Linked DNA regions of Sus scrofa: region 1 is linked to region 2. Evidence: chromatin contacts called from public HiChIP or PLAC-seq data. All regions are on one chromosome and are shown on one strand. The core of a region is the stretch at or near the end of the contact, and the rest is flanking DNA. Distances in the headings are between cores, read along the strand shown.

Evidence for each region. HiChIP or PLAC-seq counts read pairs in DNA pulled down with a chosen protein or histone mark.
Region 1: an H3K27ac HiChIP or PLAC-seq map of alveolar macrophages shows a contact between it and region 2. The contact joins two enhancer-like sites. A contact is called at or near these places in 2 of 47 Hi-C or Micro-C datasets (embryonic fibroblasts and liver) and 1 of 2 datasets of contacts at active chromatin or transcription factors (alveolar macrophages).

What each region holds. Positions count from the first base shown.
Region 1 is chr12:12,049,749-12,052,871 of Sscrofa11.1, reverse strand. The region is part of intron 9 of RGS9 (regulator of G-protein signaling 9); the gene reads right to left. Among named protein-coding and RNA genes, the nearest start is that of RGS9, 36 kb to the right of the region's middle. Within about 2 kb of position 1,786, at least 31 of the 83 cell types and tissues checked have an H3K27ac peak or open chromatin away from gene starts, as enhancers often do. A contact at or near this core is called in alveolar macrophages, where this site is marked.
Region 2 is chr12:11,730,951-11,734,521 of Sscrofa11.1, reverse strand. All of the region lies in intron 4 of WIPI1 (WD repeat domain, phosphoinositide interacting 1), which reads right to left. Among named protein-coding and RNA genes, the nearest start is that of WIPI1, 17 kb to the right of the region's middle. Within about 2 kb of position 2,296, at least 9 of the 83 cell types and tissues checked have an H3K27ac peak or open chromatin away from gene starts, as enhancers often do. A contact at or near this core is called in alveolar macrophages, where this site is marked.

The DNA of each region.
Region 1 (3,123 bases), core at 537-3,036, 320 kb before region 2:
ACAACAACAACAAAAGACAGAAAGACAAAAAAAAAAAAAAAAAAAGAGGAGATCTTAACTGTTGTTGCCACAAAACTTAAATTACGTGGGGAGAGGGTTAGCTAATTGTATTAGTGGCGATCATTGGGGGATATATGCCAGCATCTGATCCTACACTGTGCACCTTGAACTTGCCTATGCCGTATGCCCATAATATCTCCACAAAGCTCAGCGGGGGAAACACTACTGAGGGCAAAGGCTGCAATTGCCCTGGGCCTGTGCCCAGCGGGCGGCTCCATAGACACCCTCCTTCCAAGCGCCCAGGCCCCCAGACGAAAATTCCTGTGGACCAGTGCTCTCCAACTAGGGGGATCCTAAGCGGACAAACAGCCTCTCAGTCTGTCGCACCTGCTCTGGGCTCCACGGGGCGCTGTCCTTGCAAACCAGCCGCCCGCACACTCACTGCAGGTCTGTCTGGTGTGGTCTGACTTTGACCTGAGATGTTTATTTCTGGGGCCATGAACTCAGGCTTCAGGTTTTTTTTACGTTTTATGTTTTATTTCACTTCTTGACTTTATTATCTTTCTAGAGCTCTGAGTTGGTTTTCTGATTTTCAAAATTATCAGCTGCCTTCTGGGAATCAGGCTGCAGCGGATTGGGTTGGGTCTAGGAGCTTGCCCTAGAGCATCCTGGATTGTCCACATGGATTTTAGCATTTATTTCTAGCTTTAAAAATGGCTGTTCATGAGACCTGCTTCCCATAGACTGACAAACAGGGTGTCTCTGTCCTTTTAGGAGTGTGCGTGTATGTGTATCTGGGCAGTGGGGGAGAGGGTTCTGGGCTTTTCTGAAAGACAGAGAGAGAATGTGATGGAGTCAGGGTAGTTTTAGGAAAGAGTATTGAGGAGTTCCTGCTGTGGTACAGTGGGTTAAGAACCCGAGTGCAGGGGCTCGGGTCACTGCAGAGATGTAGGTTCAAATCCCCGGCCTTGCTCAGTGGGTTAAAGGATCCGGAGTTACCAAAGCTGTGGCACAGTCGCAGCTGCAGCTTGAATTCTATCCCTGGCCTGGCCAGGGATCTTCCATATGCCCTGGGCGTGACCAAAAAAAAAAAAAAGTATTTTTTTTTTCTGATTTTGGGGTCAGAAAGGTCAAAATTGTGGTTTTGTCACTTATAGGCCACAGGACTTTGGATGAGTTATTTAGTATCTCAGAGCTTGTGTTTTCTCACTTGTAAAATGAAATAGAAAATGGGGGGACTGAGTGACATAACAGGACCTAAAAGACTGGCATAGAGCAGGGACCCAGTGCACCCTGGCTATGGATGAAGGTTCATATGCTGCTGAGAAGATGCTTCAGCCCAGTTGCAAGAAAAAATACAGGATGCCTGTGCAACACTGGGGACATATTCATACCAACAAGATTGATTCCCTGTTATCTGAAATTTAAATTTAACAGGGCACCCTGTATTGTATTTGTTAGATCTCACAGACCGACTCTTGATAATCTTATTACTCAGCCAAAAGCCCTAAGAAACAGTAAAGCAAAGTTACTAAAAACATGCCCACGCACATTTCTAAGCAACTCGAGGAATGCTGAAATGAGAAAGAAACCTTCCTTTCGCCCTAGCTTTCACGCACAAGCCCCAACTTTCTCAGCGCTTGGCGCTCCTGGAGGAAAGTCACTTCCTTGTCCTTCGCCCCAGTGACACACTTTGCTGCAGAAGGAGCACTCTCCCTAAGGGATCTTCAAATACTCTGCATTCCTGGGATTCTAACTTATTATTTTTCACTTGCAGCGTTGCCCAAATAGGGACACATCCAGCGCTTGTTTGCACAGCTCTGTGGTGACCAGCTGGCCAGCCCTGAGCCCCGGATGCAGGCTGCAGGCAATTGTTACAGGGCACGAGGGGGTCAGGGCTGTGCCCTGTGAGACCCCAGGGGTTACTACGGACAGGAGCGCGGGAGCCCAGGAGAGGAGCAAGGAGGGGCCCTGAGAACGGGTGGCCAGGAACCTCTGCGGATGCGCAGGCAAGGGCCGGGCCAGCCCCAGGGTGAAAGGCAAGGCGGGGAGGACCACGAGGAACTGGGGCTGGGAGCAGAGAGGGGGTCAAAAGCCAGAGACCCGGAAATTGCGTGCTGAGTGGTCAGTGCAGAGAGCTGACAGGAAAAGCGGGGGTTGTGTGGCGGCGGGGGGGGGGGGGGGGGGGGCGGCTGTCCACGGAGACAAGAATTCCGGGCTGTGGTCATCAAAGTAAGTCTCTGTCCTGCCACGTCCTCCTTCCTGATCAGGTGGAGGTGGGACTGACCCCACGGCTTCCAGAGCTCAGGGCAACTTGAAAATGCAGGGCTGCGGGTCCCAAAAGCCGTAGTCAGGGTTTTTTTTAGGACAACAAAGACATAACGCCATGTGTGGGGCCTGCTGGGCATGTGAGGACATGTCCCCTGCCAGGAAATCGAGCACGAGCACGGAGTGCAAGAGCCGAGGACGCGGTCTGGGAGGGGAGGTGTGTAAAGGAGAAGCTAAGGGACCCCTGGCCAGCCCAGCCCGGGCCATCGGCTCCCTCTCTCTGTTTCCGTTTTGTCCCCTGAAACACAGAACTGGGGAGTTCCCATTGTGGCTCAGTGAGTTAAGAACCTGACTAGTATCCATGAGGATGCAGGTTCGATCCCTGGCCTTGATCAATGGGTTAAGGATCCGGCGTTACCATGAGCTACGGTATAGGCCAGTGGCTACAGCTCCGAGTCGACCCCTAGCCTGGGAATGAATGAATGAATAAATAAATAAATACACAAATAAAAATTTTAAATGGAACCGATATGCCTTCTCTTATCAAGCTGCCGTGAGAACTGAGTGACATCCAACAGTTTCCAGAGGCCGAATCAGGGACATTAGGACACACAAGTGGGGTACGGAGCGGGCTCAGGCACCTGCAGCTGAGGTTCAAACCTGGCTTTCCCAGTCCCGAGACGTGTGTCCTGGAGGAGCTGCCTACACCTTCCACCTGCCTCCTCAGCTACGAAACAGAGACGCTGACAACACTGCTGCTGTGGGTCTTCCTCGAGCCCTGACCCTCGGGGCATTGTCCACAGGCCACCCTCTGAGCGCCACCCCAACTCCAGCCACGACTGGTCACAAAGGAGC
Region 2 (3,571 bases), core at 1,047-3,546:
GGAAGTTCCCAGACCAGGGATCAAACCAGAGTCAACAGCAGTGAGAATGCTGGATCTTTAAGAACCAGGCCACCAGGGAACTCCTGCAATACAGTATTATTAACTCTCATTTCCATGTTGAACATTACACCCCATGACTTATTTATTTTATTACTTTGATCCTGTTCAATGATTTCACACCCCCTTTCCCTGATTCCCAACCTCTGGCAACCACCAATCTGTTCTCTGGATCTATGAGCTTGTTTGTTTTAAGATTCCACGTATAGGTGAGATTGTATGGTATTTGTCTTTCTCTGCCTGGCTTAATTCACTTGGCCTGATGCCCTCAAGGTCCACGCATGTTGTTACACTGGCAGGATTTCCTTCTTTTCACGGCTGAGTAGTATTCCATTATAGCTCTATACCATATCTTCTTAATCCATTCATCTGTCCATGGACACTTAGGTTGTTTCCATGTCTTGGCTATTGTAAATAATGCTGCAATGAACAGAAGGACACAGATATCTTTTGGAGTTCGTGTTTTCATTTCCTTTGGATAAATATCCAGAGGTGGAATTGCCCAACCCTAAGGTGGTTCTATTTTTAGTTTTCTGAGGAAGCTCCATACAGTTTTCCGTGGTGGCGGCACCGATGGACATTCCCACCAACGGTGCCTGCGGGTTCCCGTTTCTCCACACCCTTGTCATCACTTCTTATCTCTGGCCTTTTTGATAAGAGCCATTCTCACAGGTGCGAGGTGACCTTCAGCACTTTATGGTAAAATGCAAATTGCCCAGAAAGGAAGAAAGCTTATACTTCCTCAGCGGACCCAGAACTTTCTGTAAAACCTAATAGAGGATGAGATGACACCGGATTCTGACAAGAAGACGCAAGGATGAGGGCGACACTTAGCTGACAGTGTCGTCTCTGGGCCTGCGCCTCTGCCAGCACCTCTGAATGTAGCCAAGGGGTCCTGCACACCAAGCCGTGCAGACTGAACAAAGGGCCCCAGAAAAGCATAATCTGAGCTCCTCTAGCTGCCTATAGTCCAGCTCGCAGACAAATCCAACCAGCTCCAACCATCACCTTTATTTCTTGGGAAGCGCCTTAGGAAAGAAGGAAGGCTTTGCTACAGACTTAAACATTATTGTGCTACTAGTCTTCTGTTTCTGTCACAAGTGTCACACGAAACCCTTTTTAGGAAGGGAAGTGAACTTTTTCTTGGACATTATTTTATGACATAAAAGTGATGAGGATTCAGGTTCGAACCCTGGCCTCGCTCGGTGGGCTATGGATTCAGTGTTGCCGCAAACTGTGGTGTGGGTTACAGGTGCAGCTCGGATCTGCTGTTGCTGTGATTGTGGTTGAAGCTGCAGCTCAGATTCAACTCCCAGCTTGGGAACTTCCCTATGCCATGTGTGCGGCCCTAAAAAGAAAAAAAAAAAAAAAAGTGGTAGTGTAGAAATTTTGCAGAGTCTGGAAAATATAAAGAAAAAAAAATTCTCCCCCGCAATTCTAAAACCCAGGGGCTTTTCATTATGCTCAATATTTGAGTATATTTTCCTCCAGCCTTTTTTTTTTTTTTCTTCAGTGTAAGGAGTTAGGTTTTGATGTGGCTTTTGGACTTTCAACTTGACACACGTTTTCATAAATCATAGTCAGCTATAATTTTACCAAAATTGTTTTGGCTGGAATTCTTCTGCAGCTGGGAAAGGAATGCCTGCTTTTCATTCAAGAACCAACGGCATCGTTGGCTGGAATGAGAAGGAAGTCCCGTGGTTCTAAATCATTCTTACCTTGGTATTTAGAGCATTACATGTCAAACTTTAAGCAAGTTAGCAGTGATTTATAAAATGTGGTTCCCTCTGGGTTGATTAAGGTCTCAGAATATGCTTTCTGATTTTTAGAAATAGAAAGAAATTGTCTCTGTACACATGCATGCTCTATGCTACTAAAAATGAGATGCTGACCCCACCTGCATGACGTTTTCGGAGAGAGCACCCACAGGAGAATACCCAGCAATTCTGTTCGATTACACACATTGCTGTGCAGTATAGACTGCTTCCTCAGTGTTCCCTAAAAGTCTGCAAACGACAGCATCCCTGAGTTCTGCAGTTGGCAGAATGTTTTTTTTTTCTTCTTCTTTTTTTTTTTTTTTTTTTAATGGAGATTTCCTCCCTCAACTGCTCAGGCCACAGACTGCTGTGCTAGCAGGAAATTAACTTCGAGCCCCGACTGGCCCAAGTCTTTAAAGGAAACAGCCTGCCGTCTTTGACACAACAGGAATGGGCAGGACACAAACAGACAAAAGGAAGGAAATTTACAGCCGCATTTGGTACTGAGCATGAAGCCATGGCAGACTCTGTGTAGATTGTGGTGTGTAGTTCACTGACTCAGAATACATTGAGAATTTGTGAGACTGAGCCGATCAGATAAGTGACTCCATCTCCTGTGTACCCAGGAAGGAACCATTGGATCAAGACTCAGAGTTTCCATCTTATTTTTTTCATTTGTTTGGTTGGGTTTTTCTGTTTGTTTGGTTTTTTGTTGGTGTGTGTGGTGTGTGTGTGTGTGTGTGTGTGTGTGTGTGTGTGTGTGTGTGTGTGTTTCTTGGCTGTGCCTGCAGCATGCAGAACTTCCGGGGCCAGGGATTGAACCTGCACCACAGCAGCTGCACAGCACCGCTGCAAAGACAATGCCAAATCCTTAACCTGCTGAGCCACAAGGGAACTCCTCCATCTAATATATTTTGTTCAGAAAATAAATGAGAAGATGGGAACAAATAAAGGAGACTCCTGGCCTCTGAGGACACACACACACACACACACACACACACACACACACACATATATTTTTGCTTTTTTAGGGCCATACCCGTGGCATATGGAGCTTCCCAGCCTAGGGGTCCTCAGAGCTACAGCTGCTGGCCTACACCACAGCCACAGCAACTCAGGATCCAAGCCGAGGCTAGGATCTACACCATAGCTTACGGCAATGCTGGATCCTTAATCCACTGAGCGAGTCCAGGGATTGAACTCTTGGTTCCCAGTCAGATTCATTTCTGCTGCGCCATGACAGGAACTCCTCTGAGGATCTTATCTTCATGGTTTTGGCCGCTCAGAGGCTGCAGCCAGTTTTTTTTTTTCTTTTTTTCTTTTTTAAAATTACAGTACAGTTGATTTACAGTGTTGTGCTAATTTCTGCTATACAGCAAAGTGACCCAGTTATACATTTATATACATTCTTTTTCTCATATTAGCATCCATCATACTCTATCCCAAGAGACTGGATAGAGTTCCCTGTGCTGTACAGTAGGACCTCACTGCTGATCCTGCTGGCAGTTCTGGAGCGGGGCCCCGGCCATGTCACTACAGTGAAACTTTGACCCATTTCGGGGCTGCCTGCCCTCCCGGCGGGAGGCGGAAGGGATGAGGGAGCTGACTGCCTGCCTGTGCTCCCAGACCTGCCCCTGGCACCCCCACCCCCACACTCCACGCCCCCAGTGAATCCTCCCCGTAATAACTGTGGGGTGGATGTGATCACCTCCGTTTTACCAAAGTAGCAACTGCTCAGGGGAAGTTGAGGGGCTCAT